Linked DNA regions of Mus musculus: all the other regions are linked to region 2. The links are chromatin contacts, called in public HiChIP or PLAC-seq, Micro-C and promoter capture Hi-C maps. All regions are on one chromosome and are shown on one strand. Each heading gives the region's core, a stretch centred on a gene start, on an enhancer-like site or on the middle of the called end of the contact. The rest is flanking DNA. Distances are from core to core; before and after follow the strand shown. Region 1 overlaps Itpr2 (inositol 1,4,5-triphosphate receptor 2). Region 2 holds the start of Rassf8 (Ras association (RalGDS/AF-6) domain family (N-terminal) member 8). Region 3 holds the start of Bcat1 (branched chain aminotransferase 1, cytosolic). Region 4 overlaps Itpr2 (inositol 1,4,5-triphosphate receptor 2). Region 5 overlaps Itpr2 (inositol 1,4,5-triphosphate receptor 2). Region 6 overlaps Lrmp (lymphoid-restricted membrane protein). Region 7 holds the start of Fgfr1op2 (FGFR1 oncogene partner 2).

What was found. Promoter capture Hi-C pulls out the DNA fragments that hold promoters and counts their contacts. A called contact is a pair of places that touch in the nucleus more often than the background predicts. HiChIP or PLAC-seq counts read pairs in DNA pulled down with a chosen protein or histone mark.
Region 1: a contact with region 2 is called in a promoter capture Hi-C map of pre-B cells, with 4 times the contacts expected there. The contact joins the enhancer-like site here to the promoter of Rassf8 in region 2. A contact is called at or near these places in 13 of 39 promoter capture datasets (the 3T3-L1 cell line, 3T3-L1-derived adipocytes, the C10 cell line and 9 more), 3 of 484 Hi-C or Micro-C datasets (the N1E-115 cell line, adipose-derived mesenchymal stem cells and bone marrow-derived macrophages), 8 of 115 datasets of contacts at active chromatin or transcription factors (T-cell acute lymphoblastic leukemia, embryonic basal ganglia, embryonic limb bud and 5 more) and 2 of 9 other capture datasets (embryonic stem cells and liver).
Region 3: a promoter capture Hi-C map of hippocampal neurons shows a contact between it and region 2, with 2.4 times the contacts expected there. The contact joins the promoter of Bcat1 here to the promoter of Rassf8 in region 2.
Region 4: a promoter capture Hi-C map of pre-B cells shows a contact between it and region 2, with 2.7 times the contacts expected there. The contact joins the enhancer-like site here to the promoter of Rassf8 in region 2. A contact is called at or near these places in 7 of 39 promoter capture datasets (the 3T3-L1 cell line, cranial neural crest, hematopoietic stem and progenitor cells and 3 more), 1 of 15 datasets of contacts at CTCF or cohesin (large pre-B cells), 1 of 484 Hi-C or Micro-C datasets (bone marrow-derived macrophages), 2 of 115 datasets of contacts at active chromatin or transcription factors (bone marrow-derived macrophages and embryonic stem cells) and 1 of 9 other capture datasets (adipose tissue).
Region 5: an H3K27ac HiChIP or PLAC-seq map of the NIH/3T3 cell line shows a contact between it and region 2, with 3 times the contacts expected there. The contact joins the enhancer-like site here to the promoter of Rassf8 in region 2. A contact is called at or near these places in 6 of 39 promoter capture datasets (the 3T3-L1 cell line, 3T3-L1-derived adipocytes, cranial neural crest and 3 more), 2 of 484 Hi-C or Micro-C datasets (the N1E-115 cell line and adipose-derived mesenchymal stem cells) and 4 of 115 datasets of contacts at active chromatin or transcription factors (the NIH/3T3 cell line, bone marrow-derived macrophages and embryonic forebrain).
Region 6: a Micro-C map of embryonic stem cells shows a contact between it and region 2, with 4 times the contacts expected there. The contact joins the enhancer-like site here to the promoter of Rassf8 in region 2. A contact is called at or near these places in 1 of 484 Hi-C or Micro-C datasets (embryonic stem cells), 1 of 115 datasets of contacts at active chromatin or transcription factors (embryonic stem cells) and 2 of 9 other capture datasets (adipose tissue and liver).
Region 7: a contact with region 2 is called in a Micro-C map of embryonic stem cells, with 10 times the contacts expected there. The contact joins the promoter of Fgfr1op2 here to the promoter of Rassf8 in region 2. A contact is called at or near these places in 1 of 39 promoter capture datasets (hippocampal neurons), 2 of 484 Hi-C or Micro-C datasets (both in embryonic stem cells), 1 of 115 datasets of contacts at active chromatin or transcription factors (bone marrow-derived macrophages) and 1 of 9 other capture datasets (adipose tissue).

The regions. Positions count from the first base shown.
Region 1 is chr6:146,270,026-146,273,368 of GRCm38.p6, reverse strand. All of the region lies in intron 37 of Itpr2 (inositol 1,4,5-triphosphate receptor 2), which reads left to right. Among named protein-coding and RNA genes, the nearest start is that of Gm35596, 52 kb to the right of the region's middle. Within about 2 kb of position 2,043, at least 182 of the 459 cell types and tissues checked have an H3K27ac peak or open chromatin away from gene starts, as enhancers often do. A contact at or near this core is called in 3T3-L1-derived adipocytes, the N1E-115 cell line, T-cell acute lymphoblastic leukemia and 8 more, where this site is marked.
Region 2 is chr6:145,745,476-145,748,673 of GRCm38.p6, reverse strand. It overlaps Rassf8 (Ras association (RalGDS/AF-6) domain family (N-terminal) member 8), which reads right to left and starts at 1,887. Exons shown (of 5, transcript NM_027760.3): 1 at 1,708-1,887. Gm15704 (a long non-coding RNA gene) reads left to right here and starts at 300. Exons shown (of 4, transcript XR_869590.3): 1 at 300-1,646; 2 at 2,640-2,854; 3 at 3,037-3,198.
Region 3 is chr6:145,074,854-145,077,790 of GRCm38.p6, reverse strand. Bcat1 (branched chain aminotransferase 1, cytosolic) reads left to right here and starts at 1,634. Exons shown (of 11, transcript NM_007532.5): 1 at 1,634-1,902. The coding sequence starts at 1,897.
Region 4 is chr6:146,347,043-146,349,938 of GRCm38.p6, reverse strand. Itpr2 (inositol 1,4,5-triphosphate receptor 2) reads left to right here. Exons shown (of 57, transcript NM_019923.4): 25 at 2,706-2,871. Among named protein-coding and RNA genes, the nearest start is that of Gm35596, 130 kb to the right of the region's middle. Within about 2 kb of position 1,373, at least 5 of the 459 cell types and tissues checked have an H3K27ac peak or open chromatin away from gene starts, as enhancers often do.
Region 5 is chr6:146,408,563-146,411,629 of GRCm38.p6, reverse strand. The region is part of intron 9 of Itpr2 (inositol 1,4,5-triphosphate receptor 2); the gene reads left to right. Among named protein-coding and RNA genes, the nearest start is that of Itpr2, 92 kb to the left of the region's middle. Within about 2 kb of position 1,334, at least 171 of the 459 cell types and tissues checked have an H3K27ac peak or open chromatin away from gene starts, as enhancers often do. A contact at or near this core is called in the N1E-115 cell line, the NIH/3T3 cell line, bone marrow-derived macrophages and 1 more, where this site is marked.
Region 6 is chr6:145,174,350-145,177,573 of GRCm38.p6, reverse strand. It overlaps Lrmp (lymphoid-restricted membrane protein), which reads right to left. Exons shown (of 19, transcript NM_008511.4): 19 at 2,646-3,137. The coding sequence ends at 2,894. Casc1 (cancer susceptibility candidate 1) reads left to right here. Exons shown (of 16, transcript NM_177222.4): 14 at 74-241; 15 at 1,289-1,402; 16 at 2,250-2,702. The coding sequence ends at 2,522. Among named protein-coding and RNA genes, the nearest start is that of Gm15543, 6.3 kb to the left of the region's middle. Within about 2 kb of position 1,708, at least 52 of the 459 cell types and tissues checked have an H3K27ac peak or open chromatin away from gene starts, as enhancers often do. A contact at or near this core is called in embryonic stem cells, where this site is marked.
Region 7 is chr6:146,575,890-146,579,227 of GRCm38.p6, reverse strand. Fgfr1op2 (FGFR1 oncogene partner 2) reads right to left here and starts at 1,317. Exons shown (of 7, transcript NM_026218.2): 1 at 1,020-1,317. Ints13 (integrator complex subunit 13) reads left to right here and starts at 1,393. Exons shown (of 18, transcript NM_138757.2): 1 at 1,393-1,927; 2 at 2,768-3,003. The coding sequence starts at 2,779.

The sequences.
Region 1 (3,343 bases), core at 794-3,293, 520 kb before region 2:
CCCATGAGAAGAGCTAATTTTAAGAAGTAAGTCTTATAGGCCTTAGGGTCACGGAAAGAGAAATATCCTAGAAGATGGGGATCACTGCCTAGGATGGAGCACAGGCAAACGTATGCACACACCATGCTCAGGATACAGTTTGCCGTGTGTTGAGTTTCCTGTTTGTGAGGTATGGAGGCTTGTTTCTGTCATCCTGGAGTATAGATTTGGAGAGTTCAAACTATCTTCCCAAGGTATGATAGTCAAGGCTGTGAGAGTGGAATTCATCCCTGAACTTACTGGCTTGGGGGTTTTGATGAGAGCTGGCTCACTCTTTGAGGTGTACCTGATGTGATGACGTTGGTGAGCAATACCCAAGACAGTGAGGTCCGTGGAAGAGGACTGTAGCTGTCCAGACCGGAACTTCTGAGATGTATTTGAGATATATCTGATCAAGGATAACTTTGTATGTCTGTCATAAAACCCAAACTAAAATGTATCAGACAGAAGGTATAGAAGAGAGGGCGTGGAGACCTGGGCTTTGGAAAGCTTTGGTGATGGGCAGGCCATAGGGACTTGAGGATGCTGCTCTCTTGCTGGTCCCTGTCTTCATGGCTCACCTCCTGGTAGCAATATTTACATTGAAATCTTTTGAAAATCACTTACTATAGTGGGTGCTGTGGAGGAGGACAACTTTGTGAGTGAGGCTGGATTAAGCTTAGGTTTGAACCAGGCTTACTTGCCTATCTTGTCAGGCCTGGATTCATTTTTTAAGCATAAATTATTTGCACAAACTAATAGCATTATTTGTGACATACTTCTGAGTGTCTATAACATATTTTGGTTGCTCCAACTTCAACACCTGTGTATATGGCCTCCCTGCCTCCTTAGATGTCAGTGGGCAGACCATAGAGCAGGGCTACAATTGAGATGCAATATCACAAGTTACCAGTAGGCGTCACTGTTCCATAAATGATGTCTCTTGGAGTAGCTGAGTACAAACCTTTAAATTATATAAATGTTTTCATTTCTTCTCATTGATACTTTGAATTCTCACTATATAATTTTAAATATTCAAGCCAGGTGAGATCAAAACTGTTTCTACCTAAATCTAGTTCAGGTTTTATTCAGAATTCTAGTCATTGGTGTTATTTTAAACAACTCTTCCCCTGTTTAATTTTAGCTACTGTAATATTAAATCGCTTCCTTCGGTATTACTTTGGTATTTAATAAAGACATAGGTGCATCTTGGAATCCTGAAAAACACATGTTTGTCACTTCTTCTGTGTGTTTGTGGGTAGTCTCTGCTTTCTCTTCATGTGTCAAGTTCATACCATCGCAGGTTGCCTGCCAAGCTCTTGTTTTTGAAAATAGCAGGCACACATTGATTGCTTTATACCTGGGTTCAGGATCTTTGTATGTAGATAGACTTTTTTTTTAGAATGAGAATTCGAATACAGAAAAGGATAGGTGTCCATTTGGCATTCAGTGCTTTTTCACTAGGGCCCAGCATTAGCATAAGAGAAGGCCTGGGGGTGCGTAGATGCTCAGTCACATTCACCACACTCATGTGAGCTCAGCGTTAACAGAGTAGCATCACCAGGAAACTAGATATACTCATGATATCTCATGATAGTGCGTGTTCTGTCCAAGCGCTGGGAACAAACCATGTGTGTCTGGAGTTAGTTGTTCCTTGGGGCTCACATTTGGAGAAACACTTATGATTGACAATTGGTTATACTTACTATAACATCTTAAATAAATTATCCCAATGTAGCCACAATCTAAAAGTTTATTTGAAAGGGCAGGGGGAGAGTTGTACAGTGTACATTTGACACCTGCTTTTGCTGTGGCTTGTGGTGACTTCTGTCCTGATATGATCTGTATACAGTGTGATCACTTTTAAAAAAGACCTCTCCCTACTGGTAGGCAGGAAACCGTGTCTTGTGTTCACTGCCAAGAAAGTCCCCAGGCACATGACAACACATGTGTACACTGCATATCAGAGCTGCAGGGTGTGGTTGGAGGAGACACGGACGGCTGAGCCACTGAGGCGGCTCTGCCAGCAGCAGCCTGTGGTTATGTAACTCCTGCAGTGTCTGGCGCTGTGCTTCACTGGAGACAAGTCACGTGCTGTGCAATGCCATTGCCTGAAATTCAGTTGCTCTGAAGGATCCGTGAGTCTGCGTGAGAGAAGCTTTGGCCGCTCTGTACTAGAAAGCAGATGTTGATCGGCTGCACATAACTGATGAGTGTGCACACTAATTCCAGCAAGGACATTTGCTGTCTGTCTGTCTGTATCTCATTATGCTCCTGAAGAGAGAAAATTAAGTATTATGTAATACGGACAAATAATGAAGTGGAGGGAAGCAACTCAGTCCTCCTCACTAGAAAAACTTGTCCCACATCACTTAAAAATATTTTTATGATGATTCAGCAATTAATGCAACAACAACAACAACTATTCCTACTACTACTACAAAAGTAACATACTGGACATTATTTTTGGGAATTTGTGTAGGTAGCAACCAGTATTTTCCCCCAATGCGTGGTCTATGAAGGAAAAAGGAAATTTGCAAATTTTAAGGAACATTAGTGAGAAAAAATTAAATTATGAGTTCAAGTGGACTTTTCTTTTTAAAAGATTTTTATTTTATCTTTGTTTGTGTATGTGCATCTGCATATGCAGGTATCCACATGGGCCGTGGAGGGTGCCAGACCCTTGGGGCCTTTGTCCTTGTGGGGCCATCTTTCCGGCTCTTCAGATAACCTAGAAGGTTATCTGAAGTTAGAAACTTTGGGCAGATTTTACTTTCTTTGTGAGAGTTGTGGAATTGGGACCAGTCAGAAATTCACCCTTATTATATGGCTGAGACTTCAGATTGCATCTCTCAGAAGGAGATCTGGAGTCTGCAGGAAGGCAGCGGTCGGTCGGTGTAGGGAGAGAGGCTGAGGGTTCATTTATCTTCCCTGGGGCCTCACAGAGAACCCAGAATACAGCCAACTTGGGCTCAGCTCTCCTGACCGCCTCTGGCTTCCTGCCTGCAGGATTTCAGCAGTCAGACCGATGCTAATGGCTGTGAGTAGAAATCAAAGGCCCTGAAGCCCAGACTCAGTCCACTCTGCTGTGTCAACAGGGATTAGCTGTTCAGTTCTGTGATTTTGGGTAGGTTCCTCTTAAACTGTAACAAAACCAATGTTGTTCATTTTTTTCCCTCTTGCAAAAGGTCTTTTTATTTTTCTCTTATTCGTTAAAACCTCCGGATGGGAGTTTGTTGAAATCCCCATTTTTATTCCAACCTTATCGTACATATGTGGATTCTGCGTGTTGTTTTCTAACACACTCAAAATGAGATTATAACAA
Region 2 (3,198 bases), core at 638-3,137:
AAAGACAAAAATGCAAAGAAAAGCAACACAACAACCCTGTATGATGCTAAATCTACAATTTCCAAACAGCTCTAAAAAAAAAAAAAATGCAGAATTCAGGTAGTGTGACCCCAGGAATGGCATGGGCACCTTCGGAACTGAGTCTCTCCAGGACACTGACACTAACTGAAAACCTTTCCTATCTGCACAGTCAGCCCCGTGACTTGGCTCCCTCTAGGGGCTCTCTGCTGTCCCCCAAAGCTCCTGTAGCCCAGAAACAGGGCTTGATGGCAAAGATCTCAGTCCATTATGGCCAATTGAGCCCGGTACGGAAAGTACCATCTTGAGACTCTTCAAGGGAGGGGTGACTGATTGGGAGGATTTTTAGAAAAGATTTAATTACCTACACTGCAAATTACACTGTGTTGAATCTGATCCTCCAGTAGAAGAATCATCAAAGCGTGTCCAGTCTTCTTAAATGGAGTATTGGCCGTGTGTACTTTTGAGGTTTAGGGGTAGCTCCCCATGGAAATATATACGATCACAAGAACCATTAACATGACCACTAGAGGATAAAGCACAAACCACTTCCCAAACTGCTAGCGCAGTTGTCCGGAGCCCTGATTCCTGGGTTTATCAGCACCCCACCCCCACCCCCACCCTGCAGTGGGCTGACATTCCCGATTGCCTCCAGCAAAGAACAGGTTTTTGGGTTTAAAAAACAAAACAGGAAAGGTGCCGGTTTTCTGTGCCTCCAAGGTACGATCACAACCCCTGGCAACCACAGATTAAAGACTTTTAAAGAAGAAAGAAAAACTACCTACACCCCCACACACATACACATACACACACACACACACACACACATACACATCCCAAAACTGGGCAGAAACGCAGAGATCACCACATATTTAATATACTTCCCTGGGACAAAACGTGTCTCATGAAAAATGGCTGAGCACCAATCTACAGTTAGGTATCTAAGTGTTCGTCCCTGCTGTCAGCGGGTTGGAGGGATTTTTTTTTTTTTTCTCCTTAACGCAAGGCTTTGATGTGTTGGCAGAGCTGACCTGACAAGCTGGAGTAGGCTAGGAAACGTGTCCTGCATATTTCCTTCTGTGCCTCCAAAGATTAGGACCAGAACTGACTGCGATTAAACCCTACCTAGGATCCAAGGGCTTGAGCCCTTGATGCTGTTCGATGCTGGGAAAGTAGTGGTTCCGCAACCCCGGGCAGCTCGGCGATGCTGAAATGAGCAACCCAGCCCCTAGCTGGTCTCCGCCGCCCACCACCGGGCCGCAGCGGCCTCGCACGCCAAGCCCCCGACCCTTAAAGTTGAGCCTCCTATGATTGCCCTCTGCAAGTTTCCAGGGTGCAGGACGCAGCCAACTTTGCAAGCCGCCTCTGGGCGACTCGCTTCCCCGGAGGGGCTGGCCACCGGGGAGGCAGGGCGGCTACGGTTCAGACAAAATGCAGAAGCCTTCCAACCGCCACTTTTCCTTTTCCAGAGGGGAAGCTCTCCCTCCAGGCGAGCATCCGATTTCCATCTGGAGAGGGAGAGGGCCGACCGCGCATTCCCCTCGCCCACAAAAGTGGCCTCTAAAGTCGCTCGCCAAGGACACCGGGAAGGAGGCGACCCCGGGCAGGGCCAACTTTCGGGAGGCGAGGTGAGGGCGCGAGGGTGACAGCGGCGCCGCGGGGGGCGCGGGCCGGGAAAGTTGTACTTACTGCGCTCGCAGCCCGTCCTCGTAGTCCCGGTGCACGGCCCTCGGCGGAGGCCCGGCCCGCCCAGGCTGAGGCGGCGGCTGAGACGGCCGCGGCCGGCGGCGGCGGAGGGCGAGCGGCGGGCCGGGGCTGAGGAGGCCGGGCCGCAGGGCGGCGCGCGGAGGGCTGAGCCGGCAGAGAGACGCGCGGGGAGGGCGCACGCCGGCCTGGCCCGGCAGGGAGGGCGGTGCGCAGCGGCGCAGAGGAGGAAGGGCGGAGGAAGGAGGGCGGGACCGATAGGGCCGCGGAGCCCCGCACAGGGGCGGGATGAGGGCCGCCGCGAGAGCGAGCCAGCCGGGGAGGCCGCGCCGGGGCAGGGAGGACGAGGTCTGGGAAGTGTGGTGGGGGGCCGAGGAGGCGGGGCGGAGGGCCTGGGCGGGTGGGGCGGAGGCCGAGGAGGCGGGGCCAAGGGCCAGGGAGGGAGGGGCGGAGGGCCAAAGAGGCAGGGCGAACGGCCCGGGAGGGCGGAGCGGAGGCCTAGGAGGCGGAGCCAAGGGCCAGGGAGGGAGGGGCGGAGGGCCGAGGAGGCGGGGCCGAGGGCCGTGATTGCAGGTGGGCAAGGGAGAGCAGGGTGCAGAGCTGGAGAGAGCTGGATGCAGGGCTGAGAGGGGGGCGGGCCGAGGGCCAGGGAGGAGGGCCAAGAGCCAGAGGCTCCGCCCCTTTTCTGGTCGCGGCGCTGGAGAGAGGAGCAGTGTTATACCCCTCACCAGCTCGGGTTACAGCGGCGGCCCCGCCTGCAGACAAGGTTCGGGACAGCGCGGTGCGGCTTTGTGGGAGGCGCTGAGGCCGGTGGGCCGGAGCCTGGCTGAGGTTAAACATTTCCTCCAGTCGCTCGCAGGCTTGGGGTCGCCAGGCCAGTGAGACCTTGCAGCTGACCGCTCTGCGTCTGCTGACAGGAAAGAAGGGAGAAACGGCCCAGCCTTTCCAAGGACTGGTTTGAATGGCTTTTCCTGTAGAATAACTGTGAATTGATGTCCACCGCAGCAACCAGTGATGACCGTTGCAAGTGAGGAGAGATTAAAAAAAAAAAAAAATGAAGTGAATGAATCGAATGTAACAAAGGTTTTAAAAGAGTTGGGATCACTGGAAAGAGGATTGTCACAAGTTCGAGGTCAGTATATGTTACCCTAGCAACAAGCAGTATCAGACCTCAAAGAGTGAATCATATATTATTACACACACACACACACACAGAGAGAGAGAGAGAGAGAGAGAGAGAGAGAGAGAGAGAGAGAGAGGCAGGAATTTTGCCAGAAATTCAAGAACAGCCTGGGCTACATTCTTTGGTTCCAGGGCATCCTGGGCTACAGAATGGGACTGTCAAAAAAGAGAAAGAAGTCTAAGTCGAGCATTCTCCAAGGCATAGTTTGGATTGCTTTTCCTGAGTAGCTGTGATTCAGCAACAGCACCCCCACCTCCCTGAGCAGCAGGCCATGATAGAGGCAACAGACAACG
Region 3 (2,937 bases), core at 385-2,884, 670 kb after region 2:
CAGATTGGCCACCACATACCAGCTTCTTTTCAAACTGCACAATGTTTTCAAGGTTTGTCCATGGTATACACATAACTGCTTTTGTTGTTGTGGTGTGTGTGTGTGGACATGTGGACATGTGGTGTGAGCCTGTGGAGTGTATTTGTGTGAATGGTATGTGTGTGGTGCACATGTGTTGTATGTGTGTGGGGGGTGTGTGTATGTGGTATGTGTGTGGTGAACATGTGTTGTGTGTGTGTGTGTGGTATGTGTGTGGTGCACATGTGTTGTGTGTGTGTGTGTTGCTTCAGACTCGAGTTGCTGGGACTACAGGCAGGCAGCTCAACGCCTTGCTTCATTTCCTCTTACTGTGGATCAGTGCTCCATCGTATGAACAATAACCCAGGATGTCTACACTCACCACTTAAAGCCCACAGCGCTGCTTGAGTTAAAACCGATCTGGACTACAGTCTTCTGAAGGGAAGAAGTTGTTGCTGTTGTGCTGGGTGCAAAGATAACTCAGTACATTTGTCAGGATAATTCAGCTATTCATTGTTCACCTGGGCAGTTTCATTCCAAGCAGCAGAAAAGAAAAACAAGGGCTGCAGAGATGGCTCAGCAGTTAAGAGCACTGACTGCTCTCTCAGAGGTCCTGAGTTCAATTCCCAGCAACCACACGGTGGCTCACAACCATCTATGATGGGATCTGATGTCCTCTTCTGGTGCATCTGAAGACAGTGATGGTGAACTCACACATAAATAAGTCAGAAAAGAAAAATGAGAAGAAAGAAAACATTTTTAAAAAAATAAATAGGGCTGGCGAAATGGCTCAGTGGTTAAGAGTGCTGACTGCTCTTCCGAAGGTCCCGAGTTCAAATCCCAGCAACCACATGGTGCCTCACAACCATTCGTAACAAAATCTGATGCACTCTTCTGGAATATCTGAGGACAGCTACAGTGTACTTACATATAATAAATAAATCTAAAACAAACAAACAAACAAACAAAGGATACAGGCAAAACATGGTCGGGGAAAAGCCTATTCTCTCCTAGGGAGTTAAGAATGAAAATTTCACAGCAAAGCCTTCTGCTTAGATTTACTAAAAAGAAAGTTTTCAGATTTTCAGAGAGATCCTCTCCTCAACTGAAATCCCATCGGTGGGAGCCTTGCCTGAGGCTTGTGTGGACGCAGGAAGGAAGTTATCAGGTGGTGAGGACCATTTCACATTAAATTACTTCTGTATGTGCACATCAAAGGATGCAAACTAAGAGACGACTACAGAGCGTAGACCACAGACTGAGAGTGAGAGTTCCATCCAGGGCTCAGATGGTGGAAGGAGAGAACCGGCTCCTGCCAGTTGGCCCTTATCCACCACTGTCCCTGTCCATCTAGCCACCCGCTCCTATTCAAAATCTATTATATTTATTTAAATGTTATAAAAATTAGAGAGAAAAGGAGTTGGTAAGAGTGGTTGTATTTGAGAGTTGTCTGTGGGGTGTGGAGCGTGAGAGCGAGACGGAAAAACCCAAACTCTTCTTTATTATCCAAAATATACCTTAAAACTTCCCAGTTCTGAGACTAGATCCTAGTACAGCGTATGATTGGGGGAGGGACTGGGGAGGTAGCAAATGAATCAAAGACGCTTTCAGATTTGTCCTCCTCTGCTACCTCCCCTCCTGCGATACAAATCACTGGAGGGGATCAGTGTCTCCACCCTGGAGTGAGCCAGAGGTCGGACTGTAGCTCGCGGCTGAGCCAGTCGCTGCTGATGCAATCCGCAGCGGAGCGCGCCCAGCTCTCCATCTTCCGCGCTTGCCGACCGACCCTGAGCGCCACGTGTCACTGCACAGCCGCCTCCTCCAGAGGAGACTCACATTTGCACCCAGGAGCCGGAGCCACGACCCAAGCCACGAGAAATGAAGGTAAGCGTATTGCTGAAGTTCATGCTGGAATGCAGCTACTCACCCACCCGGAATATCTCGGACACTGGGTGGAGAGAGGAGGATGGAAGGACCAACTTGCTTTGTCCCCCGTCCTGGGCTACTAAGCGTGGGGATCTGGCCTCGTATCCACCCGCAGATGCTCCCGCTCCGGTTCTTGTCCTGGTTCTGTAAATGCGGTACCCAGATTTAGAGGATGCCACAGCGCCTCTCCTACATGCTCCCTAGGCGGGAAGAAGGACCGTATCGTTGCGTTTGAGCTGCCCAGAGATAGGGTTTGGCGAGGATGCTCGGACGCTCTTCTGGGTAGTTGTAATAGAAGGGGGAGGAGGACCCTCTTATCTGCCGAAAGCAGATCGCTTGTCTTTTAAGGTCCAGGTTCCAAGTGGAAGCTTCCGAGTTACGGACCACTCGAGCTTCAGGACCAGAGAGTGCAGGCGGTGAACTCTAATTATCATCTGAGATAGCTAGCCCAGAGGCCAGCCTGAGGCGTTTTAAGATATTTTCCAGAGCCAGAGCTCTGGCTGTCTGAAAAACTGCCAGATCTGAAAAGTTTCCTTTCCGAAGGGAAATGATGCTCTGTCGGCTGTGCAGTCACCTAGTCTCCCGCAAGGAATATTCGAGTAATAAAACGTGGGTTTCGGGGAGCTACAGAGCGGAGCCACGTTTCAGTTTCTGAGGAGGCGGAGGAAGTTAGACACTCAGACTGCTCAAGCCTAGCTGGAGGGAATCCACACGTCACGTCTCCATCCCCACTGTGCCGCCCTCGCTCCTAGCCCTGACAGATAGATAGATAGATAGATACCCTTTCTCTTTTTCTCTCTCTTTTTCTCTTTTCCTTTTTCTCGTTTTCTCATTTTCTCGTTTTCTAATTTTCTCGTTTTCTCTTCTCATCTCTCTCTCCTCTCCTTGCCTCCCCTCTCTTCTCTCCTTTTCTTTACATTCTTTACCTTATCTCACTAAATCATATGCCTTTATAATTTTATCCACATGCATTTAATGTATTCACTATCTCTC
Region 4 (2,896 bases), core at 124-2,623, 600 kb before region 2:
CATATTTAGATACCCTGGTTGCTGATAACATAATTTCTCCCATAAATGAAGCTTTAAATTTATTCTAGAGGAAAAAAGATGACTCTCATTTAAGCCATCTTTAAAAACTGGCAGAAATCGGGTCCGCATAGTTAACTCTCTCAGAATTCTTAGCTTTTATTTCCTTAGATGATGAGAATACAAATGTCCTTAGCTCTGTTATATAAACATTGTAACACATCACTTCACCAAGTCAAGAAAGTAGCTTCTTTTGATGTTGTCTTTAGCTTTATGCAGGAGAAGCCAGGCATTTCTTCCATCCTTAAGTGTCCATGATGGAAGAAAGTAAGGCGCCTCAGGAACCCGTGCGTGATATGTGCTCTCCTTTGCTACCATGTCCCTGGCGTGTATTGTTGTGAAGTTTCTTTTTCAGAAATGGATTAAGAGCAACCACAATGAGAAAGTACATCTCAGAATTACTGAAGTTCATTTTTATTACAGACCTCAGGTAGCCCGAGGAGACAAAATGTTTACCCTGTACCTTTCTAGAAAGGGGAACAAGAATTAAGGTTTAACAGAACCCCAAGATCCACAGTTCCGTGCTAGCCTAGGCTACATAGTGTGACTCTGTGTAGGGGAGGAGGGTGAGAGAGAGGGAAGGGAGGCTGGGGAGGGAATGGAGGGAGGACCGGAGCCCCCAAAGACTTACTGTTTAGTGAACATTTGGTGTAAGCTTATTTTCTGCTGTGATACTGGCCTTTGTTATGATTTTCTATTGCAATATTTTATTATTCTGGGGCAAAAAGATAAAGGCAGTCTGATTTTCTTTTCTTTTTTTAAAATATAGCCTTTTCAGACTTTTCTTTTTAAAAAAAATTTTATTTATTTTATGTATGTGAGTACACTGTCCTGTCACTGTCTTTAGACACACCAGAAGAGGGCATCAGAACTCATTACAAATGGTTGTGAGCCACCATGTGGTTGCTGGGAATTGAACTCAGGACCTTTGGAAAAGCAGTCAGTGCTCTTAACTGAGCCATCTCTCCAGCTCCTGTGATTTTATTGTCAAATGCAGACATGAGCTGCATAATGACCCTGGCCAGTGACACCCCAGGTGTAAAATAGCAAGAACTGAAAGATTCCCGGAGACAGTGACCTCATAGCCACCCTGCTGTCAGATCACAGTGTGTTAGTCAGGAGTCTGGAGAAGTGTGTGGGAACCACCACACAGCTGGCTGTGTCAGTGTGTGGCATGTGCAGTCACACGCAGAATGTAGCACTTGCAAGTGATAGTTACTGGTTTATGTGTTGAGTATACTTTGTCTCTCTGTGTGTATCTGTGTGTAAGAGTATGCATTTGTGTATGTGTCTGTTTGAGTCTATATGTGTATCTGTGTGTTTGTATGTATGTGTGTGTGTGTAAAAGAGTATGTGTGTATATGCATGACTCTGTGTGTGTCTGTATGTGTGTCTCTATGTGTATCTGTGTATGTATGTTGGTATGTGTGTATAAGAGTATGTATGTGACTCTGTGTGTCTCTGTGTGTATATATGCATGTGTATGTGACTCTGTGTGTGTGTGTGTGTGTGTGTGAGAGAGAGAGAGAGAGAGACAGAGAGGGAGAGAGAGAGAGAGAGAGAGAGAATGCACAACCGCGGCTTACATACCTTGTCTCCTGACTGTATTACTTCTCCTTTGCTTCAGTTACTTTTGTGCTGCTTTGTTAGCCCTGATCCAAGAATCAATAGATTATACTCTGTCAGTCTGTCTCTCTATCATCTATGTATCCATCCTCTATTTATATATCTCTCTATACCTATTATTTAAAAATCATCTGTCTGCCTATTATCTATGTATATTTATGTATCATGTGTATCAATTATCTGTCTGTGAGTGCAACTATCTATTGAGCTATCACTTCTCTGCCTACCAGTTCTAGTTATCATTCATCCATATGTACATCTATCTGTTGTCTGTGTCCTATCTCTATGAATCTGTAATCTGTCTCTCTGTCATCTCTCTCTTCCTCCCACCTATGGAACCCACATGTATTGCATAACACATATGCTAGGCTATACAGACTGGCACAATTGCACAACTGCCACCTATAACAGAGCCATCTGAGTATGTGCTTCAGAACACGGTGCAGCACCAGCAGCAACGCATGCCTTCAGATAGACCTTTCACCCAGTGAATCTTGTTCCCAGTCCCACTGTGCCAAGCACACAGAGCCCCAGGGGTGATGGCTGTGCACTGTGACTGTCCCTCCCCAACTGCCACGTGGTGATTTCTTGGGCTCTGGGGGAAACCAGCCATTGGTTGATTTCAAAAGGGGGACTCTGAGGGATAAAGGGGGACGAGTGGAAGGGCAAGGAAGACAAAGAAGATAGTGGGAAAATTTGAACAATGATCTACTTATGAAAATGTGATAATGAACCCCACTCCTTTATTTGTATGCTAACTAACAATTAATGAAGAATGATCTTGGGATTACTGAATGCCTGCACCTCCCTGTGTTGTTGATCGACTCTTGAGATTCTCCAGGAACCACCTTTGTCCCTGTCCCTCCATCAATGATAGGAGATTAAGAAGCAACAATGTCTTCCTTTTAATTTCCTGTTTTGGGAACACAAGGGATAAACGCTTAAAAACGTGATATAATTGAAATGACTTTAATATAGATATCATGTAATTTGTTGTTTTAGAATTACTTTTGGTTTTATAGAAAAGAAAAAACTCCAGTTCAGCTTGATGATGAAGGAGGCAGGACGTTCTTACGCGTCCTCATCCACCTGATCATGCACGACTATGCTCCGCTGCTGTCCGGAGCCCTGCAGCTGCTCTTCAAGCATTTCAGCCAGAGAGCAGAAGTGCTTCAGGCCTTTAAACAGGTGAGGCTGGGCCAGGGTGCTGCTC
Region 5 (3,067 bases), core at 85-2,584, 660 kb before region 2:
GCACTTCCTGTGGGGCTTCAGCAAGCGATTGTGCACCGAGCATGCGCAGTGGGGCTTCTGCAAGCGCTTGTACACCGAGCATGCGCAGTGGGGCTTCAGCAAGCGATTGTACACCGAGCATGCACAGTTGTAAGCCACTGAAGACCAGGCTCTACATTATGGTGAATGTAGAAAGCATCAACGCTTAGGACAGCACTGGAGGATACACGTGGGTTTTATTCTGCAAGACCATGAGTAGCCGAGGTTAAAAGATGCCCTTCCTCAGCATGAGGAGACTCGCCACACAGTGTTAGAAGATGCAGATTAACTTTCCAGAAACATAGAGGGCCAGAAAACCAGGGTTGAAATGTAGAAATAAGCATTTAATTACAGGACGGGTAATTCAGACATTTGGACTTTATGTGATTGCAGACTTGTCACCTGTCTCTCTGTAATGTCACTTCCTTGGGACACATGAGTTAGTCAGTCAAGGTGAAGGTGGCAGATGCGGACTGTACAACTGTGCAGACGCTGTGACTTAGAGACCTTAAGTTCGGGACCGTGCCTGTGGGAGAGAAAACAACGTCATCTGAGGAACGGCTAACACAGCCTTGGAACCAATCCTGCCCCGTGGGAAGGGCAACACTCGGGCATCTCTGCTCCCCATTCACTGCTTCAGACATTTCCACACTGTGGAGCTCAGTCACTAAAGCAACAACTTGGTATTTCTTTCCAAAGCAAGACAAAGCAAAGAATGTAAAATAATTTTGTTAAAGATTTCACATGGCCTTTGGCTTGGCAAGCCAGGGTCTCATTTTGTTTGGACTCGAACTTGCTATTTTTCAGAGACTGGCTTTGAACTCCTGATACTCCTGCCTCACCTTCCAAGTGCGTGCCGCCACACCTGGCTGTCATATTTCCTTCTAGAGTAGCTTACTTGGGAGTTGGGGAGAGCTCAGTGAATAAGCTGCTTGCCTTGAAAGCACGGGGTTCTTGCCATTCGGGACTTACCTGAGAAGGGCCAGGCGTGGGGGCCTGTGCTTGTAATCCTACCATTGGGTAAATGGAGACAGGCTCTGTGGCCAGCCAGCCTAGCCCATCAGGAGGGCTCTAAGCCAGTGAAATACAGTGTCAATTAAAAAAAGAAGTGAGTGATGTACACCACACACACACACACACACACACACACACACACACCCCAGTGAAGAAAATGGGCTCGCTTATTTGTTTGTAACTAGGTCAAGCGTCCACTAGATGGCACTAAACCCCTACTTCCTAACTCCAATACTCCTAGGAACAGTTAATAAAAAAAACCACTAAAGTGCTGGAAGAGGACAGTCTTGGCGTCCCATGCTCTGAGAGTGAGGAGGCAGGAGGCCAGGATTGTCTGCAGCAGCAGCAGCTGTAAAGTTGAGTCTGAGGCCCACATAGAAGACACTTTCTAGAAAAAAAATAAATAAAAAGAAAAGAAACAAACACCAACTAAAACAAAACCCCAAAAGCAAAACAACAGCAGCTAGCTAGGGAAATGGCTCAGCTGGGAGATTGCTTAAGCAGATGACGGCTATCCCTGGGACCTGCAGTGTGGTTGGCGCTCCTCGCTCAGGTTGCCAAAGGGTCTGGTGCCCTCTTCTGGTCTCTACAAGTACTGCACCTGCATTCAGGAACCCACTTGTGCCCCCACCTTCACCCCCACCCCCAAAGGACTAGAAAGCAAGACTATGAGCGTGAATCATGGGCTTCTGTGATTTCAGTCTGTTTCCTTCTGTTGTGTGAGTGTAAGACTGCTGGCATCCTGCATCTGACTCGGTACAGTTAGCGAGACTCTTGTGGCGACCTGACTTTCTCTTCTGCACACTGCACTTTAATTGTGTGTTTTGATGAAGGCTACCTGTCGATATTGCCAGTAACCACTACATTCTCTCATCCACTCTCTCCACCTTGTGGACCCTGAATTTGATCTTGGCTATCTCACGGTCTTATAAATGCATGAAATATTCTTAGAACTCGGGTCATTTCCCCACAGTGACACCTCTCCTCCCCGGTTATAGGCATCACAACTTGGGAATCAAGATAAGCATATCTTTCCATGGCAGTTTCTACACTTAGATGCTGATGACTGTAAACATATAAGACTGATGTAAACATCATTCATTTAACAGCCTCTTTCGTGCGGCATGATCTTCCCTTTAGCTTAAAAGCCTCTGAGGTCCCGGGAAATCTTTCCTTCAGCATAAGAGCCTATCTGTGGAGTCGTTCTGTTTTGGCTCACACCTTTCTGTTTGCTGGAGGCAGGAGAGGAGATGTTGCAGTCTCTTGGGGTGTGGCTTGCATTCCTCAGACCTGTCACACATGGCTCTGTGTGACATTCCCGTCAGTAGCCCACATCTCATCTGTGAAGAATTAAGGATTAAGAACATTTCTCAGAAGGGGAATTGTGAAGTTAAATGAATGAACTCTCAAAAGCATTTTTAAAGAAACATCACACAAGAGGTTCTGCAAACTCAAATTAGTCCTACTTCTCTTACTTGTGGTGATCTCTCTCCCTTATCTCCTGATTAAAATTCAACCTGCCCTTTAATGGTTTCCTTGAACACCAGGAATAATTATTTTTTTTAATTTTATGCATATGAGTATACTGTACTGTATGTATGTCACTGTTTTCAGACACACCAGAAGAGGTCATCAGATCCCATTACAGATGGTTTGAGCCCCCATGTGGTTGCTGGGAACTGAACTCAGGACCTCTGGAAGAGCAGTCAATGTTCTTAACCACTAAGCCATCTCTCCAGCCTTCAGGAATAATTCTTATATAAATTAGCTCATCACAGATCACTCCATCCCTCCTGTGACCTATGTTATTTACAAATTATTCATTTCTTTCTCCTAGCTCTGGTCAAATTCTGCTTTGTAGTATAGCTGACCTTATTTATGTCTTATTTTCCTTCTGAGGTCACAGGGTTGGTGGCCAGGGATAGGAGTCTTGCCTAAAATAGCACAGGCCACAAAGTTTTCTCCTTAAAGATGCTCTGTTAGTGTTTATTACAAAAGTTCTCTCTCTCTCTCCACCATGCCTGACTTACAATTC
Region 6 (3,224 bases), core at 459-2,958, 570 kb after region 2:
CCTAGGGTTTCAGAGGTGGTCTAAAGAGCACTAAAGCTGGAATAATGGTTTCCTTTCTCTTCTTGAAACTCAGGAAAACCTCTGCATGCTGGCTTCAGTGAAACTGAGGGGCAAGGGACTCGAGTTTCATCTAAAAGGAAAATGGATGGCTCCTATACCCTTCATTCTGGCTTTGAAAGAGGCCGGGCTGAACATCTTCCCTGCTGTATACTCCCATTTTTATGTGGTCATCAACAATAAGGCAAGAATGTATCTCTCTAAATTTAATGTAGTGGGAACCAAGGACGCTGCTGCAGTTCAACTGTGTCAGGGAAAACACCAGGAACCCAGGTTCCTCTCAGCTAAGATCAGCAGTGTGGTGAGGGGGGTTTGCGGTCCACACCGTCACTGCTGTGCATTGTCTTCGTTTTCATGCAGGGACCACCAGCCCACACAAACACGTCCCCATGGCTGTGTGCTGTTCTGTGCTGCTCCAGGGACTTGGCTCATGAGTTCCTGTGTGAATTTGGGGCTCCTAGAGAATAGGGCTTGCAGATGGCTCTAGCAGCCAGCCTGGCCCCAGAGTGCAGGCACCTGGTAAAGCCCCGTGGTGATAAATGGAAACGCAAGTGCTCAGATTTGTAGGCAGAAGAGCTCTGTACCCAAGAACACCGCCACCACTCTCTGGGGCCCTTTCGCCTGTCAGTAACTGCGTAACACCTGTCAATCGTGTCCTGAGGGTCTGGACGTAAATGCATAGGTAGAAAGGTTTGCAGAGTTAACTGTACTTACTGCTCTGTTCCTGCCCCTGCCCTGGGAGCAACCTTCTACCAGAGAAAGGAACATAATTGAAATGGTCCTGAAAAGTAGGACCACACACAGTCCTCAGCAGGGTGCCGCGTAGAGCCTTGGACCGCAAGGTGTGTGGCCATCAGAGCTGGAGAGTGAGGTGGGTATGCCTCAGGGGGTGTTGGGGAGGAGGCTCGCTAGGTGGAAAGCACAGCTGCAGCCACACCCTGGGAGAGCAGCCCTCGGTCTGGTCTGCTCTGCCTACGCTAGGCTAGGAAGGATGCAACGGTAGGGGTCGGCTCACAGAGGTCAGCTCACAACAGCCTTAGTGGACACTCTTCACCTTAGGGGGTGTGCAGAAAGGGAAAACCATTGCCTAATTTTGAGAGTAGAGCCACAGAATCCGATTTCAACCTTGAAACGAACCCTTCTGTCTGAAGGACAGACTACAGAGAGGTCTGATGGAGACGACGCTTGCGGGACATTGTAAGACTGACTGTACGTATCCTCCCGTGGACAGGTACCCCAGGTGGAGTTGAAGGCCTATCGGCAAATGGCCCTGCTGAGCTCTGCCTTCTCGTTTGGCTGGAGCAAGTGGAACATGGTCTGCAATTCCACAAGGGTTGTGATTCGGGTAAAGTGTGCAAACCCAGAACCTAGAAAACACCCGAGAAGGGAGGGAGGGTGTGGCCCCCTCCACCTCTCAAAGATGTGAAATGAGCATTCAAAACCAAGTTCTCAAGTTCTGAGTTCTAGCCTCTCAGACCTTCACCACTATAGTGCCAAATGCCGTGCCATTGTGTCTGTGTTGACTCCAGAGCAAACAGGAAAACCATGTGTGTGGGAGTGTCTGTGTGGCTCATAGCCCTCTACGGAGGCCAGGCATTCAGCATAACTTCTGACACATCACTGTGTATGAGTAGGAAGGACACTGTTTTCATGCTCAAGGTTGACTGAGTTTCTCTCCGAGTTGTGTGGGAAGCCAGGGTCTCATACACGTTGTGTACCAAGTGCCCCACCCCTGAGCTCCGCCCCTGAGCTCCGCCCAAGCTCCACCCCCCAGCTCCATTCCCGAACTCCACCCATGAGCTGTAAAGCTGTAAAGCTTTCCTTGTTGCTCCCTACTTGAGTACAGCCTCCTTGAGAGCTGGGTCTCACTGATGCAACCAGTGTCTCTGGTTTGGGTGCCCGCTGCGCCCTCATCTCCCAGAGCGGTAGCTGGGCACAGCATAGGCACCCGGGTACCAACCAATGCTTGCTAGATGCTTCATGGTTTAAAGCAGTTCAGAACCACAGCACGCAGAGTGCCTTTTGCTATGTTTGCCAACATGCTCCTTTCCTTCCAGCACTGGGGAGGCTGAGCCAGCCTGGTCTACCTCATGAGAGACTTATCTGCAAGCTGGGTAATTTGGGTACCCAGCAGTTCCATCTTCCTTCCTTGTGTATGTTTGGCAATCCCAGAATTCACGTTCTCTTTCTAGGTGAGGGAACAACTGTCAGAAGAAACAGAGCACCATACCTGGTCGCTCCTCATGTTCAGTGGTGACAGAGCGCAGATGCTCAAGATGCAGGAAGAGAACGACAAGTTCTCGGAGGCCCTCAGGGAGGGCACCGAGTTCCACTCCACCTTGTACCACATGATGAAGGACTTCGCCTCCCCCGTGGCAATGGAGAGGGTCAGGCATTCGAACTGCCAGTTCATCGACTCAGTGTGCTACATGCTGCTGTCTATCCGCGTCCTCAGCTATTCCTAGCTATTCCTAGCCCTTACAGCGTGTGTAAGCATGGTGGACCCTTATACCGAGAGGAATCAGGTATCTTTCCAGTCAGCCGCTAAAGTGATTTAAGAGCACCAGGCGTTCCAGCCACACTGCACAAAGATTTGAATGGTCTTTATTTGGATACATCTCAATAAAGTCTGATGCCTCTCACTCAGAAAGCTCATTAAAATACCCTAGGTGGGGTCCCCTCCCTTTTGTAGTCCCCTGTGCTTTTGTTGGGGAATAAAAAGATCCCAGCTGCTGAGGACCCTAGCTTTGCACTATAGTTACTAAAAAAAAGTTACCAATTTACAAATCTCAGAAGGAAACGTTAAAATCCAAGGGTACATTGAGCTGCACGTCAGTCACACTGGCAGTGGTCCATCATGCCCGAGTCTGGTAAATGGCCATAAGATGTGTTCTAGAGACAGCCAGGAGTCCCCCTCCTGTGTGGGCGCAGCCTCCACGGCTGTCTGGAAGAGCTGACCTGTGAGGAAGCTCATCAGCGCTGCGATCAGTATGATGATGAGCCCCGTGAGCCAGAGTGCTCTGTTGGCTCTTCTGAAGGACGCCTGCAGGTGAGTGACCCAGGAAGCCACTGAGCTGCAGCTGTGGGGAGGGCACAGACGGAGAGGGTGGTCACTGAGTGGGGCCTGGAGACTCTCCTTCGTTCAGGGGACACTGGTCTCTGAGTGC
Region 7 (3,338 bases), core at 68-2,567, 830 kb before region 2:
CATTTGTTTTAAACATGAATAAGACATGATTCCAGACTCAAGTTCAAGCTGGCAGGAGAGACAGGTAATTGAACAAATAATACATCCTAATGAATACTGCAAAACTATGTCAAGAGCTATCCGAGTTCATTGTACTGTCAATGTCACCGGAGGGAGTCTAAAAAGAATCATCTATGAATTGGGTTTTGATAGATGATAAGACAGAAGGAAAAGCAAGCATTCTAGCAGACTATATGGACTCACATGGCACAGTGTTTGGAAAGGAATTAGGGGTGGCAATAAGATGACACTGAAAAGGTAAAATATGATGAGATAGGATGGTAAAAAACCCTGATGAATCGATATGCTTAAATTAGAACTTGAAAAAGTTTCAGGCGAATACATGTCACAGTAAGTATGGAAGGCTGAGGCGGGGACACCGGTTTGGGGTGGAGGAAGGGCAACTGTAACAGTCACAGTGAAAGAAGCAAAAAAACCTGGTGCAGTGTGAGTGGAATACAGAACGTAGGCAGTTCTGAGGTCCGTGTTCTGGAAAGGAGGACGGGAAGAAAAGAGAGTCCTCACTCTTGAGGAGCAGACACAGATGCTGGTAGCAATATAAAAAGCATGTGTCTTTCAAAGAAAACCTTAGAATGGGATAAAGAAAGAATGCGTGCAGACCACACACACCAATAAGCATCCTGTCCACACACATCACTCTGAAAGCAGAGAACTGCACTGTTCTTGAAAATGGTGGAATGCACACACTTGGAGCTTCTGAAACATTTGTCTGGAGAAAACCAGTTTTTCAACTTGAAACCGAATTTGGAAGGCCGCTGAGGGACTCAAACGATCCCAGCAGCTCCCTCAGGACCGTGGCTAAGTCCCAGGCGCAAACGCGGTCAAGTGTGCTGAGGTAAACTCAACAGTGACAAGTCCCTCAGGCCACCGCCCACGGAGCTCCCGAGTGGCAGGAAGGGGAACCCGGAAGGGGTGTCCCGCGGCGTGCAGGCCCAGGGTTTTCAGGGAACTTTCCGTACCTCAGTTCCCGGCAGGACCTCAGGGAGAGCACGGAGAGAGGAAGCCCGGCTCAGAGGCTCGCCCACGCGTGTAGTTATTCCACTGCGCTTCAGTCCCCCTGGGGCGACGACCACCCGCGAGGTGGAGTGCCCACGGAGTGGTCTCCGCGCCCTCGCTGCGCCTGCTCAGCGAGCGGACGCACAGTCCTGCTCACACAGCGGCGGGACGTACGGGAAACCCACTCGTCTCGGCCCCATCCCGGGCGGACCAGAACCTCCGCGACCCGCAGCCGCTGAGCGACAAGCCTCGCGAGACTTCCCTCTGCTGGTTCCCGAAGGCCCCACCCCCGGTAAACGGCTGGCCGTTGATTGGAGAACGGGGAGGGGGCGGGGCTTCTCTCCTCGCCCCCCTCTCAAGGTTTTGCTCTGCCGCTCGCACACTCTCGCGTGTTTTCCGAGGGGCTACCGGCCCGGACTGGAGGCGGAGAGGGGAGGTTGGGTGGGTAGGCTCTGCCTGTCCAGAGCCGAGGCTGGCTTGTCCCGGCCGTGGCTTAGTACTTTGTGGGGGGATCTCTCGGGTCGTCCTGACCGTTCTTCCCTACGGTTGATTGGGAACAAATGTTAAAGGCTTTTTTTTTCCCCTCACTTGCTCCGCCCTCTTCCGGTTCGGCCTCTGGTGGCTTCTAAGGAGAAGGGAAGATGGCGGGGCTGTGCGAGAGCGCCGTGCGCACGCGCGAGTCCGAGTGCGCTCTTGTGCTTGCACGCGCATGCGCGCGCCCCTGCGTTTAAGCAGCCGGAGTGTTGGGAGATGAGCCGGGCAGTCAGTCTTCTGCGGGTTGTACCAGACCGACTGTGCGCCGACTCCCCACCCACCCTCGTCCGCCTTCTCTCTCAGCCTCCGTTCATTCACTGCAGGACCAGGCACGAAAGTAAGCGAACCTCGATGCCGAGGTCTTCCCCATCCACTCACCTCGTTCGCCGCCCCCCACCCCCCTTGCAGTCAGGTGTGTGCAGAAGGTTTGCAGACAGGGACTTTGGCGGGGAGGGGCGGTGCGTTCCAGAGCAGCAGGAGGTAATAGCGGGACCCTAAGGTGGTTTGTTACCTTGAACACTTGCTGTTTCCCAGGTGCTTTAGAATGTAGGTTTAAAAAAAAAATTTTTTTTTTTTTGGTCTGTAAAATTTTAGGAGCGAAGCAGGGCAGTGCACCACATGTTCTGTGTTTATAAGAAAAAGTTTTAGAAGTGTTTTCTCTTCGCCAGCATGGGATAGCATCTGCTTGTTGTGGTCTACGTGGTGAATTACTGTAGTGTATTGCAAGTGGAGGGAGAGGATGAGTTTGAAGCCATAGAAAGACGCAATATGCAGTTACCGTAGGAGATGTGTGTCTATTTTGGGTTGTACTTTTGCTGTCAGTCTTTTCCTGTTGATTTCCCTTAGCCCCTAACAAGGATCACCATAAATACATTTGAGGAATTAGATCTGTGATTTGTAGGCATAAGAATCAAATACAATGTGCACAGATGTTTTCTTCTATTTTAAGTGCTTTGTAAAAGAAAAAAAGAAGTATGAACTAACTTCATTTGGTAGATAGACTGCATGGTATGATGTGGCATATTCTTTGAACTGGCACCATTACTTTGGCCTTTTTTGCACAAAATTCTCAGAACTTAGGATCCGTATCAAATCTTGAAAACACACTTAAGTGAGAAATCATTTATGATAAATGTTATGTGTCATCGTTTTGACTAGTTTGTTTATCCTTTTACAGGTTAAAACAAAATGAAGATTTTTTCTGAATCTCATAAAACAGTGTTTGTTGTGGATCACTGCCCATACATGGCAGAATCCTGTAGGCAGCATGTGGAGTTTGATATGCTGGTGAAGAACAGGACCCAAGGCATCATCCCTTTGGCTCCCATCTCCAAATCCTTGTGGACTTGCTCAGTAGAATCTTCCATGGAATATTGTAGAATAATGTATGACATATTTCCTTTCAAAAAGCTGGTGAGTGTTATGAACACAATTGTGATGGGATGATGTACTTAATTAACTGTGTCTATAATTATTATGTGAATTTACTGTAGATTTATAACTGTATAGTTCAAATGTATGTAGAGCTGCCCTTTATGATTAGTGCAGTGTTGGTATTTAGTTGCAGACAGCAGTAATGATGGCGCTGAGCACTTACAAGATCCAGGTGTATCCCAAAGTACTGTATACCTACTGGCCTCTCCAACAGTCCAGTGAAGTATGTACTATCTATACATGTTAGGCCATATATAAAGTATGTTGTAAGCATGGAACAGGCACTGAACTTTGAGAACAATTGGGAATGTTGA